Regions from separate parts of the Pan troglodytes genome. Here region 1 is linked to region 2. Evidence: chromatin contacts called from public HiChIP or PLAC-seq data. All regions are on one chromosome and are shown on one strand. The core of a region is the stretch at or near the end of the contact, and the rest is flanking DNA. Distances in the headings are between cores, read along the strand shown.

Region 1 (6,677 bases), core at 507-3,006, 470 kb after region 2:
GGACATTTAACCCCTTTGCGAGCGTGCATGCGCGCGCGCACACACACACACACAAAAGTACAAACAACATTAAGGAAATACACACTACATTAAAAATTGGGCATAGGGACTTGGAATCGGAGTTGAATTTTTTTTTTTATTTTAATTTTGCCTTTGATTTATGCATTGGGTTTTTTTTTTTTTTTTTCGTAAGAGGTTGTTCCTTTCTAGGCCCTGGAGGACTGTATCATCTTATACAAATCCAAGGGAAAACAATCAAAATAAGAAAAGAAAAGAAAACAAACAAACAAAAAACAGACTGATGGGAGAAAGAGCTTTGCTCCAAGACCCGCAGCAGACAGTTGAGTAGGTAGAAGTCCAAGCTGCTGCAGAGGAATTCGGTTTGCTCCAGACAAACGGGGGCGTGGCGCGCAGCGCAGTACTGGGAACTGCTGCAAACAAAACTTCCAAGGGGACGAGGAGTAGGTTCCAGGCGATGGAAAGCAGTGGGATGGGGAAGGATAGGGCAACAGTGCCAAGAGGGGAGCAGAGCGCGGGGAACCTGGAGAGGGTCAGGGCTGCGGAGGGCTGAGCTGCGGTGGAGAGCTCTGGAGCCCCTCACCAAGCTAGTGGCGTCTTGGGTGGAAGTCAGGCCCCCAGAGATCCGGCCGGCCTTAGCTGTCACTCAGGCAACCCCGGAGCCGCCGCAGACACCGGATCCACTGGAAGGGGGCGAAGCCGCGGGGAGGAATGGGGGACACTGGGGAAGGGGCGTCGCCCCTGCCGCCCCCGCCCTCTCCAGTGCCATTGGGCGGCTGCTGCGGAGCCCGCGCCACCTTTTCTCCATCCCACCCCGTCCGTCTGGCCCCGCCTGGCCGCTGGTCCGCGCCCCGCTGCGCTCGTCCGGGGGCTGGTCCGGCCTGGGCCGTTGACGTCACCAGCAAGTTTGCTGCCCTCGGCGTCCCACGTGTGGCGGCGGCAGCGGCGGCCCAGGAGGCAGCCGGTGAGCGCCTGCGAGCAGAGTGGCGGGGGCCGCTGACAGGTCCCGCGCAGCCCAGCCCAGCCCAGCCACGCGGCTCACAGGTGGGGTCCAAGAGCAATTTGGAGCAACCCGGCGCTACGGAGAGGGGTGGACGGCTCTGCACGGGCCTCCTGTCTCCCGCTCGGGCAGAGGGACTCGGGGGGACCTCGCTCCTTGGCCGAGAGAACCTGAACTCGGGCGGAGAGAACGCGCCCAGGCGGGCAAGGGGACCAGAGAAAGCCGGGGCTGGAAGTCACTGTCGCTCGCCACTGTCTGGAGCGCACGGAGCGCAGAGGCCCGGCAGCCGCGCGTGCCCTCACGGGGACCGAGCCAGTGATGCAGGATCGCTGAGCGGAGATCCGCGCCGAGAAGTCTCTCGGGGCCGGGGCTGAGACGCACGCCTTCGACACCGCTGCCAAGACCCCGATTCCGGCTACTCTTGCGGGGAACCGAGGGGCCAAGGCTGCCCCAAGCTCAGGACTTGGGCGAGTCTAAGACGATGGTTTCTTAAGCACGGACCCGCGTTCCCCTTCCCGCCCCCTCGACTGGAGGCAGGGATCCTGCGCGGGGCCCCCGGGATTCCGTTTCCCCGCGGAGCCCCGGCCGCTGCCTCCCGGGACAGTTCGCACGGCCACAGGGGCGCACGGCGATGTGGCCTCCGTCCAGCGCGCTGGCCCGCCGGGGGGATGCTCTGGCACCAGTCGGGGTCCAGGCCTAGCATGGCCGGCGCGTTGCCCGACGTCGCCTCCGGCTAGGATGGCCCCTCCGGGCCCGGCCAGTGCCCTCTCCACCTCGTCCGAGCCGCTGTCCCGCAGCATCTTCCGGAAGTTCTTGCTGATGCTCTGCTCCCTGCTCACGTCCCTTTACGTCTTCTACTGCCTGGCCGAGCGCTGCCAGACCCTGTCCGGCCCCGTCGTGGGGCTGTCCGGCGGCGGCGAGGAGGCGGGGGCCCCTGGTGGCGGCGTCCTGGCCGGAGGCCCGAGGGAGCTGGCGGTGTGGCCGGCGGCGGCACAGAGAAAGCGCCTCCTGCAACTGCCGCAGTGGCGGAGGCGCCGGCCGCCCGCGCCCCGCGACGACGGCGAGGAGGCGGCCTGGGAAGAAGAGTCCCCTGGCCTGTCAGGGGGTCCGGGCGGCTCCGGGGCCGGAAGCACCGTGGCCGAGGCCCCGCCGGGGACCCTGGCGCTGCTCCTGGACGAAGGCAGCAAGCAGCTGCCGCAGGCCATCATCATCGGAGTGAAGAAGGGCGGCACGCGGGCGCTGCTGGAGTTCCTGCGCGTGCACCCCGACGTGCGCGCCGTGGGCGCCGAGCCCCACTTCTTCGACCGCAGCTACGACAAGGGCCTCGCCTGGTACCGGTGAGCGGGGCGGGCCAGGGCTGGGGCTGAAGGATCCGGGGGTCCTGGGCTGGGAAAGACGTGGAGGAGCCCTCGGTGACCCCCAGTTCGCCCTCCTCCCCACTTCATGCAGAAGGCGAAGGGTCGTCAAGGGTCTTTCTTCCCTCTCCGCCTTCTCCTTCCTGGGAAGTGGATGTTGAAGGAGAGAGTGGGAGGGAAATTCTGGCCTTCATAATTTTCATCCTTGGGAATCCCTTGCCAGTAAATAGCCAGTATGGTCTCTTTCTCCTGCTCTGCGAAAGTATTCATGTATTTAACTAAAGGAAAAAAAAAGTCTCTTCTAAATTAGAAACCTGTTCAACAATTAATAGATTGCCTTCTCCTTCCCAAGGAAGCCCGTTTTCATTCTTTATCTTTTGGAAAGTTCTTTGTGGTTAACACAGTCTTTACCATCAGGTGTTTATTTACCTTGACCTTTTGCCAGATAGTTGTCCTAGGTGGGAAGTAATATAGAGACTTAGTAAAAGTGTCAAGAACCAGAGAATCTGGGTAGTTTGGAAAATATATGTCTGTCTGAGCAAGGGAAAGCAACCAGGCTCTGTATTTTAAAGGACGCTTGGCAATAACTTTTGTTTGAGGGCAAGGAATGAGTTTTGTAAAGTGCTTTTGATATTTGCAGGGAAAAGTAACTTTTGTCTTTTGACTGACAGAAACTTTTCTAAAGATCTTCAATCCTCTTTACAAATAAGGTAGCCAATTAAAAGAAGAAGACAAAAGAGAGAAAAATACATTGGCACAACTTTGCCAATACAGTTTAGGAAATAAGTCTGGCTTAGATCTTAATCTTAAATTTGCCAGTCTCTTCAAATTCAGACCACCTTTAATAATAAAATCAGCCAGATTCTAATAAAGCTAGTGTTGCCTGGATTTTGTTTGCCATAATATATTGGCTTTTTTTTTTCTTTCTTCAAAGTACCAGTAAAAATTATGTTGCTAGAATTTTCCATTTTATAAAGTTTATCTTGTTCATAAAAGATGCATTCTCTTTGTTATTTTAACTGAAACAATGTTACAAAAATTACAACACAATTTAGGTATTTTCAAAAAGCCCATTAAATTAATCATTCATCCCCAACACAGAAATGGATATGATTTGACAAGTTTATTTACTTGAGGGGCTAATTGCAGTCTCAGATTGATTTCAGGAGCCGAATTTACAGTAAATCCACTCAGAGAGAAAAGATTTGGCCCTAAAAATAGAATTTGAACATTAAACACTTTTAAAACAGTAACTTTCCATTTGTTGGAAAGAAAAAACAAACAACCTTCCCTTAATATAGATGATATATCATTTAAAATCATCAGCCACTTAAAATATCCCCTTGTGTTTCTGTCATTTATGTTGTATCCTCTGGGAAGTTCTTATAAAAATGACCTGTCCAATCTGGAAACAACAGGTCCTTCTTTTTAGCACAAAGGCAGCTCTGTTTTTTCCATCAAGGACACGAGAAAGAAGTGATTAAAGACCCCTAAAACTCTTATCTATAGCAGTTTGCATTGAATTCAGCCTCGTACCGTGCTGTAAGCGAACACATTTCAAGCTGACTGTCTGAAACATCTAACACTACGTTGGGCTCTGAGGTGCTATTAAATATGGTGAAATATTTAGTACTAAAACCCTTTATTTTCCTTTTGCCATATAAACTTTATTTCCACAAAGTAGGATTGTTTCTTCTTATTCCAGAAATGAGTATTTGAGGGCACAGTGTATCTGCAGACCTGGATCTTATTTTCCGTGGACCTTTCTGAGCTCCTGTAAGGGGAGGAAGGTTTCAAGGTAACTAGAAACACAAGTATTTTTTTTAAAAAGAAAGAAAGAAAGAAAAAAAAGAGTCATAAACTTGTAGGCCACTCTTTCCTTTGGAAACTGAATGCATGCTATAAAGTAAATCTCTTCTTGGATTGTTTACTGCAGCAGAAGAGTTTTGTAAAGCAATTTATGGTGGTTACAAAAATAACTGCACAGTAGACTTCACGGTTTGGTGAATTTAATTTTCTAAGTGTTGGAGCAATGTCTTTGTTTTTCCATTTGCAGTGGTTTTTTATTGGATGCATAAATTTACGTTTAACTCAATTACATAGGAAACTTATTTAAAAAAAATCCAACCTGTGGAGCCTGGATTATGTGATTATTTAATGAAATTTCCCCACAGTTCTCTTTCATCTTGGCTCTGAACTTGGAGTTTGATGTTTGTGAGCAAGACTGAAGGCTCGTCTATGAAAAAAAAATCTCCCACCCAGAATGCCACTTAAATATTAAGTGCATTTTAGCTACTTATATTTAGCTAATAGTTTAGAACAGGGGATTCAGTTAGACCTGCATGAGTCAGCCCAAACTTTGCAATACAGGAGTTGTACCACACACTTATGACCACACTATCACAGACACACACACAAACAGAAATAAATTCCAGATTTTGCACCCAGCAGTGAATTATGGAAGAGAAAAACCCATATAATTATTTTTAGGTGTACATTGACACGGGAGAATCCTAAAAGGTCTAGCCTTTTTTTGCCCAGTGAAATCACTCAGTTAGCCATGATAGTTTGTGGTGGCAGTGCCACCTACTGTCCTCACAAAGGGACAAATCTGCTGCAATTAGCAAGTTTGAAGAAAGTGTCTTGGAGAATGAGTTTGTGAGTTAGAAATGCCTGTTGCTGAACTTTTTCAGTCAATTACTCTCACTGGGAAGAAAATAAAATACTTTATGAAGTTTTTTCCAAGAGTGAAGTAATAAACACTTCCTTCATTTGAACACATTTGTAGTAAAGATAAAGAAAATATTTATTATTCAAAGTCTCTAGAAAGAAAATTATTCTCACTAATTTAAATGTCCTAATAGACTTTCTCTAAAATAAATAAAACAAAGGCAAATTTTTATATGCTGAGAAACTCGACCCTGGTGGAGTTTAAAAAAAAAACACTCCTCATTACTTAATTTAGCAGACATGATATCACTAAAACAAATGTCTGTGGCTCGCATGTCACGGTAAAGCAGTCCCTTGCAATGAATAGTGTCCATTTCTCTTGTATGTATGGTGGCTTCATAAAGGAAAGGAAAAAGTTTCCTTAGCTTCAAAACATTGAGATCTTTGCTGGAAGTCAGGACCGAATACCTCTACTGTAGTTCAAGAGCAGGCGAGCTTAGAATTTAATAAGGAGGCTCTCTTCTGCTTGTTTCTGTCTGTACCAACTAAAAGGTATGTCTCCTTTTTCTTGTAAGCTAAAAGATACTTATTAATAAAGTAGTTAAATATGTGTGTACACATACACATACATATGTATGTATATAAATGTTTAGATTCAATAATATTTCAGTCTATTATTTTGGTACAAGATAGGAAATATTTATTATCCAGTCTCTTACACTAGCATGTCTATTTCTTATATTTCAGTTTCTTTTCTTTAGCAAGTCTGGACAATTTCAGCAGAGAAGGATATCACTAGAATCATTTTATTCTAGAGCATACAGGAAGATCAAAGATTGTCCAGCTCACAGTTTAGGAACTAGTGCTCCCCTGACTTCATCAAAATTTGAAATTTTCTGGCCTCGAATGATCATGGCCCCGTTTTTCAAGTCCATTAGAGAGGCATACTGAGCAGAGGCCCTTTCGAGTCCTAGGAGGAGAAATTGGCATTTCGTAGCAGCTGGGAGCAGCTGCAAAGTCCCTCCATGTGCAGTTTCCCACCCTCCTGTACTGTGCAAGCCCCTTCTGTGTGAAGAGTTTGAAATGAAATCCGAGCCACGAAGCTGCAGTCTGGCCGCCCATGCAAGGTCATGTGGACTGATGGCCAAGGGCGCTCTGTCCTTAGGGCAGAGGAAAGAACATTGGGAATAGATGAGGGCTAGGAAGAGAGTGAGATGTTACTTCGGACTCTGAGTCTAGCGTACTTGTCTATAGAAGTTCTCAGTACCTAGACATTCCCCACCTGGTCACAGGTTGGGGACCCAAAATACTGTCATCTAGTTTGCTAAATGTCTGAACTCTGGGCTCATCCCCAATAGACAACCAGAAGTGCAAGTTGATCAGCCTAGTTCCTCTGTGTGTGTATGTGTGTGTGTGTGTGCGCGCGTGCGCGCGCACACCCTCACACATGCAGGAGCAGACACCGAGAAGGCAGGGACAATGATGGAATTTATGAGAGGAAAGTTACTAAGTAGTTGGGGAATTTCTGAGCAATATTGGACATCCTGAGTAGGGAACAGTTTGGGGACACTATTGAGATCATAGTCCGGGCATTAAACAACACCAAAAACACTTGGTAGAGCTTGGACTGGAAT
Region 2 (6,317 bases), core at 2,168-4,667:
TGTTCCCATCATCTAATTTTTTAGTTCCTTGATGGCAAGAATTCTCCTTTACTCACCACCTTTGTAAAACAGCTAGCAGAGCACTTTTATATAATAAGGAAATGATGTTTGATGACTAGATAGCCCACACAGCACACCTGGACTATGGGAAGGAGAACTATCACAACCCCAAGAAATACATCACAATTTTCTTAGACTGGAGATAAATCACTTCTTCATTGAAATTATAGTCTCAAACCTGAGTTAATTATGACATGCTTGTTTTCCATAAACATGAGAATGTGTTTGTCTTGGAACCACCTTGGAAAATAACTCTCATGACTAAGTGGGTGGATTACCTGAGGTTAGGAGTTCGAGACCAGCCTGACCAACATGGTGAAACCCCATCTCTACTAAATACAAAAAACTAGCCAGGCATGGTGGTGCATGCCTGTAATTCCAGCTACTTGGGAGGCCAAGGTTGGGGGATCACCTGAGGTCAGGAGTTCGAGACCATCCTGGCCAACACAGTGAAACCCCGTCTCTACTAAAAATACAAAACTTAGCCGGCTGTGGTGGTGGGCGTCTGTAATCCCAGCTACTCAGGAGGCTGAGGCAGGAGAATTGCTTGAACCTGGGAGGTGGAGGTTGCAGTGAGCCAAGATTGTGCCATTGCACTCCAGCCTGGACAACAAGAGTAAAACTCCATCTCAACAACAACAAAAAAAAGATTACGTGGGTCAAACTGAGATTTTACAGAATGGTAGTAAGAAGAAAAAACAGCTATGAAACTGACATTTCATTTCGTTGAAACATGTCACATTTTTATGAACCAGTGCCTAGAAACTGAAAGACATTTCAGCCTTGTGTAAACAAATGTAAGTTTGGAGATACACAAAGATTATAATAGATACATTAAAATTCTGGAAGCATAAGACCATATCTATTATTCACCATCAACACTGGCTCCTGATTTTAGGACGTTTAAAATTAGGTAAGGAGACAAATAGCTAAAAAATGCTGACATTTTTTATTTTATTTTTTATTTTTTGAGATGGAGTCTCACTCTGTCACCCAGGCTGGAGTGCAGTGGCACGATCTTGGCTCACTACAACCTCTGCCACCTGGGTTCAAGCGATTCCCCTGCCTCAGCCTCCCAAGTAACTGGGATTTCAGGTGCACACCATTGCACTTGGCTAATTTTTTTTTTTTTCTTTTGGTATTTTTAGTAGAGAAGGCATTTTACCATGTTGACCAGGCTGGTGTTGAACTCCTGACCTCAAGTGGTCCACCTGCCTTGGCCTCCCAAAGTTCTGGGATTACAGGTGTAAGCCACTGCGCCCAGCCAGTGATGACAGTTTTTAAATGGCTGTAAAATACTTAGAACTTTTAGAAGCAAAATCAGGCATGATACTACTCGATCACTAACACTGTCCCAGTTTACCTTCTCTGCCACCTTGTCCCACCATGCTGCTTCCCCATCAAGCTCTCTTAGTAGATCTTCCAAATGGATCACAGGAAGTTATACAGACCACTTACTAGCAGAGTTTTTGGCAATCATGTTCACAGCTTCAGGGAGTAAGCTGTCTATTAATTCCTTCCATACCACCACTGCAAAGACTGATGCAGCAACAAACCATATGGGCCACATGCAGCCCACCTACTGGAACTGGGCAATTCACAGTAGTCAAGCAGAATTGTCCTATAGCTGACAATATAGAATGGAAAGGCAGAAAAACAGCTAATCTGAAGGATGCATGCTGGAAAAACCTCCATACAGAGAAGATATTTGAAGCAACAGAAAAGGATGAGTTCTCTGAGAATGAGTGCCCAGGATCAGGATCAAAGAACATTCACAGTCAGGGATGGTAGAATGTAACAAAGAAGTGATTCAAAAAAGAATCACAGGACTTTAAAAAACAACAAACAACAACTTTTCATTATGGAAAATCACAGCCATGTGTAAAAGCAGAAGAGTACCATGAGCCGCCATTACTTATCCCCAAGCTTCAACAATTACCAGACCCTAGCCAATCCTGTTTCATCTATTCTACCTCTCCACTTTACAAACCAAACAGGACCTTTGAGATCACCTACTTCAATTACGTCATTTTATAGATGAGTAAACTCAATTCCAGAAAAGTCAAATGAATTGCCCTGGAATCACACAGACCAGAAGACAGCCATAAAATAACTTTACGAAAAAGAACGAAGAACGCAATTTCATGGAGTCACAGTGTCAACATCACCAGATGGTGCAGAGAGCTTGTGTGTGGTAGGTGACAACTGAAAAATGTTTCTGGGATGTGATCAAAAGGCAGTCCCTGGCTTCTCTTATCTGGCCTCTAATATGCACCACCGGCATCACATTCCTCACACACCCATTAGTTAATCATCTAACGTCCTCTTTAAGATCTCCATGGGGACAAATTGCATCCATCCACAAATAACTATTGGGAGCAAACAATGTACACTAAGTACTGTTCTGGGCACTGGAAACACAGATGGACACTGTCCCTGCCATCACAAGGTTTATATTCTAGTTGGGAAAAACAAATAATAAACGAGTATATAAATAAACAAGTATAGACTGTGCTAACCATAATGAAAGAAATAAATGGAATGATGTGAAAAGAAAGAAGTAGGGGGCCCTAGTTTATATAGGGTGGTCTCTATAAAGGCCTCTCTGAAAAGGTGACATTTGAGATGAGCCATTACCAAGAGTCAAGGAAGAACATTCCAGCTCCAATATACATTTGTCATTAGTTTCTTCGAGTGAAAGGATATTAAAGACCATTCTGGCGGTACAGAGACAAAAGTCTGATGGAGACTACACTCCGCTGTCTGCAACTGTCATTATCATCACCGTTGTCATCATGACCCTTTATATTGGAACAAGGCTTCTGAGTGGAAGCAAAGCACCTTCCTTGTCATTGCAAGCCAGTGGCTAGAAGCTGAGGCTCTGATAAGGAGGACTGTGGAACCCCAAGGTTCTGCTCTGCCCTCTCCTCCAGCTTCCGCTATCTGAAAACCTAAAGAAGCAGGAAGACACCGCTCTTCCGCAGAAGCCGGATGGAGGAGGCTGTGTGGACCACTAAAGCCACAGTGCAAGACTGGACCCTAGCTCCGTGGCCTCTTCACTCCAAGCTACTCCAGAGGTCATTTCCCCCACCACACCGGTGGCCGGCCAACCTCGCCAAGGGCTCCCCAAGGTTGCAGCCAGCCGGAACCACGGCCTCGCACGTGGTAATAAGAGAAGAATTTCCCCCAAGGTCGTGCCCAAGGCGGGTACAGTACCTGTCAGGAGGCGTGAGGAGAGAGTGTGCGGAGATGCGGCCATAATTTACGAGTCTGGGGCCGCTCCCCGGGATCCCTGTGTCCTCTCTCCTCACGGGACGCTGGGCGCCGCCATCTTCCTTCCCCGCCCCCCTGTGGGAGTAGTTCCGGGCCGTCACTTCCGGCGGGCGGGCTCGGAAAGGAGAGCGTGGTGTCTGGAGGTGATCGGAAGGGACTGGCTGGAGTGTGGCGGGCTGACAGGTCTGAGGCCTGAAGGACTTCCGGGAACCGCAAAGCACGGTGTGCCTCCGTTGTCCTGATGAAAAAGCCGCGCGCGGACGACTGGCCGGCCCACGCTTGCAGCTCCCAGAAGTTGACAGGCATCCTCCGGTGACCGGGTGAGGTGGGCAGGGTTGGGCCGCAGAGTCCTCCCGGCCAATTTAAAGTTACAGCGGCCAGGCGCTGTGGCTCACGCCTGCAATCCCAGTGCTTAGGGAGACCGAGGCAGGAGGATCGCTTGATCCTGGGAACTCGAGACCAGCCTGGGCAACAAAGCGAGACCCCGCCTCTACAAAAAATGTAAAATTAGCCAGGTGTGGTGGCGCGTGCCTGTGGTCTCAGCTACTCAGGAGGCTGAGGCGGGAGGATCGCTTGAGCCTGGGAGGTCGAGGTTGCAGTGATTGCGCCACTGCACTGCAGTCTGGACGACACAGTGAGATCCTGTCTCTAAAAATAAATTTTAAAATAAAAATAAAGTTAAAATTAGAACACTTCCCGGTGACAGGAGCATCATGAGGAAATGGTTCTCGTGGGGATGCTTCCACCTCCACGTCTAATCAATTACACTTTACCATAGTCTCTATCAAATGGGAGCCCAGAGGAACTCCGGGTTACTTGTTTCTGAGCCACACTAAAGGAACTGAATCATCCAGATATCTCCAGATTGCATGTAGAGGTTCAGATTTGGTGGTCTGGAGTGAAATCCGTATTCTAGTTCTGGCCTTGTGACCTTGTTGGAGCAAATTACCTAAGTCCTCTGAACCTCAGTTATCTAGCAATACAATGGAGTAATAATGGTACATCTTTTATAAGAGGTTGAGAGAATTAGATAAATGTGTTTCATGGGTAGCCAGACACCTACTAGGTACAGGCACTAATAGATTATTACCTGTGTTATCATAAGTGTTGTGATTACCGGGGTAGATCTCAGCATCCCCCAACCCCTCGATCTTCTTTTCAGATTGGGGTTCCACTAGTAAAAAGTAGATTGAAGAAAAGATTCCGCTTTTGAAAAAGAAGAGAAAAAATAGGTAATTGGGTTCTAAAAAGGCCATTTTTTCCTGTGTTTTCAATGATGAGAGGATAGCCGTTTTGGTTCACCTCAACTAACATTGCTAGGCACAGGGGACGCTGAAGAGATTAAGACACCCCCCGCCCGATTCTGTAGGAGCTTAACACTAGACCAATGAGGGGACAAGAGGCTGTCGATTGTCACTATCAGTGTGATAGGAGTAGTATACAAAGTGCTGCAGAAACCCTGATGAGGTAACATTTCTGTGCAGTTGGTTTAAGGAAAGCTTCAGAGATCTAAACTTGGTGCTCTGGAAGGAACAGTAAGATTTTTACAGCATACACAATGAGAACACTTGGACACAGGAAGGGGAACATCACACACACTGGGGCCTGTTGTGGGGTGGGGGGAGGGGGAGGGATAGCATTAGGAGATATACCTAATGTAAATGACGAGTTAATGGGTACAGCACACCAACATGGCACATGTATACATATGTAACAAACCTGCACGTTGTGCCCATGTACCCTAGATCTTAAAGTAAAAAAAAAAAAAAAGATTTTTACAGCATAAAAGAAAGGGAAAGGACACTCCATAAAGAGGAAAATAGCATTAAGTACTACGTTAAAAGTTTTTGAACTCTTTATAATTTTCCGTGTGCTTTTATAAACACTTGTTGTTTAAACCTAGAGCAAAAGTTAGCCTCTCTAAGTCTGGCACATTAAGGCCCAAAGAGTTTTAAGTAATCTGCTCAAAGTTACCTAGCTGTTGAGTGCCGGAACCAAGACCTGAGTCCCTGAAACCTGTGAGAGTGTTATTTTCACCATGCCATAAGGCGTTACTCACCTAAGCATCTTGAAGAGTCATAACTTCTGTGATTTATAAAACTTAGTGTTTTTCACCTTGGCAGCCTATCAGAATCAAATGTAGGACTTTAAAAAATTATAGATGTCTAAGCCACCTCTAGACCCACTGAATCTGAAGAGGTGTATGATAGATGTAGAGAGACCTGTAATTTTCTCTTTAAAGCACCGCTGGTGATAATGATATACAGAACTGAGAATACTGGATTCCAGCTTTTACTTCACAACACAACCATGTCTAAAAGGTTGATTAACATGAATGTTATATTTCACTAACTCCCAAGTTCTCTAGGCTTATGATAGGCAAGGGGTTTAATAGACATGCACCTTCTTGACCAACAGATATTTCCTTTGTTTTAAATTTTTTTCCAAAAATGGGCACAAGGTAAGGCCAAGTACACAAATGAATGCATAGGTTTTTATTTATTTGTAGAAATTAGAGGCCAGGCGTGGTGGCTCATGCCTATAATCCCAGCACTTTGGGAGGCCAGTGTGGGCTCATCACCTGAGATCAGGGGTTTGAGACCATCCTGGCCAACATGGCAAAACCCTGTCTCTGCTGAAAATACAAAACTTAGCTGGCCGTGGTGGTGAGCACCTGTAATCCCAGCTACCCTGGAGGCTGAGGCAGGAGAATTGCTTGAACCCGGGAGGCGGAGGTTGCAGTGAGCTGAGATCGTGCCCCTGCACTCCAGCCTGGGTGACAAAGCAAGACTCCATCTCAAAAAAAAAAAAAATTAGAGTAAATGTTTTATGGAAGAAATGACTCAGAGATAACACATTCTGGCTTTACTGGCCAGGAAATGCACTTATGTATCTACTATTTATAGTAAAGTTAGCCTAGGCCATCATACTCTCCAGAAAAGTAATCCTTTGGAGATACTTCTGGAATGAAGAAGGTTCCATGG

The links. HiChIP or PLAC-seq counts read pairs in DNA pulled down with a chosen protein or histone mark.
Region 1: an H3K4me3 HiChIP or PLAC-seq map of stem cell-derived excitatory neurons shows a contact between it and region 2, with 9 times the contacts expected there. The contact joins the promoter of HS3ST3A1 here to the promoter of COX10 in region 2. A contact is called at or near these places in 1 of 7 Hi-C or Micro-C datasets (stem cell-derived neural progenitor cells) and 1 of 1 datasets of contacts at active chromatin or transcription factors (stem cell-derived excitatory neurons).

What each region holds. Positions count from the first base shown.
Region 1 is chr19:57,095,215-57,101,891 of NHGRI_mPanTro3-v2.0_pri, forward strand. It overlaps HS3ST3A1 (heparan sulfate-glucosamine 3-sulfotransferase 3A1), which reads left to right and starts at 1,757. Exons shown (of 2, transcript XM_511827.8): 1 at 1,757-2,355. The coding sequence starts at 1,757.
Region 2 is chr19:56,628,173-56,634,489 of NHGRI_mPanTro3-v2.0_pri, forward strand. It overlaps COX10 (cytochrome c oxidase assembly factor heme A:farnesyltransferase COX10), which reads right to left and starts at 3,418. Exons shown (of 7, transcript XM_024350477.3): 1 at 3,277-3,418. The coding sequence starts at 3,319. LOC107969247 (a long non-coding RNA gene) reads left to right here and starts at 3,433. Exons shown (of 7, transcript XR_010153264.1): 1 at 3,433-3,653.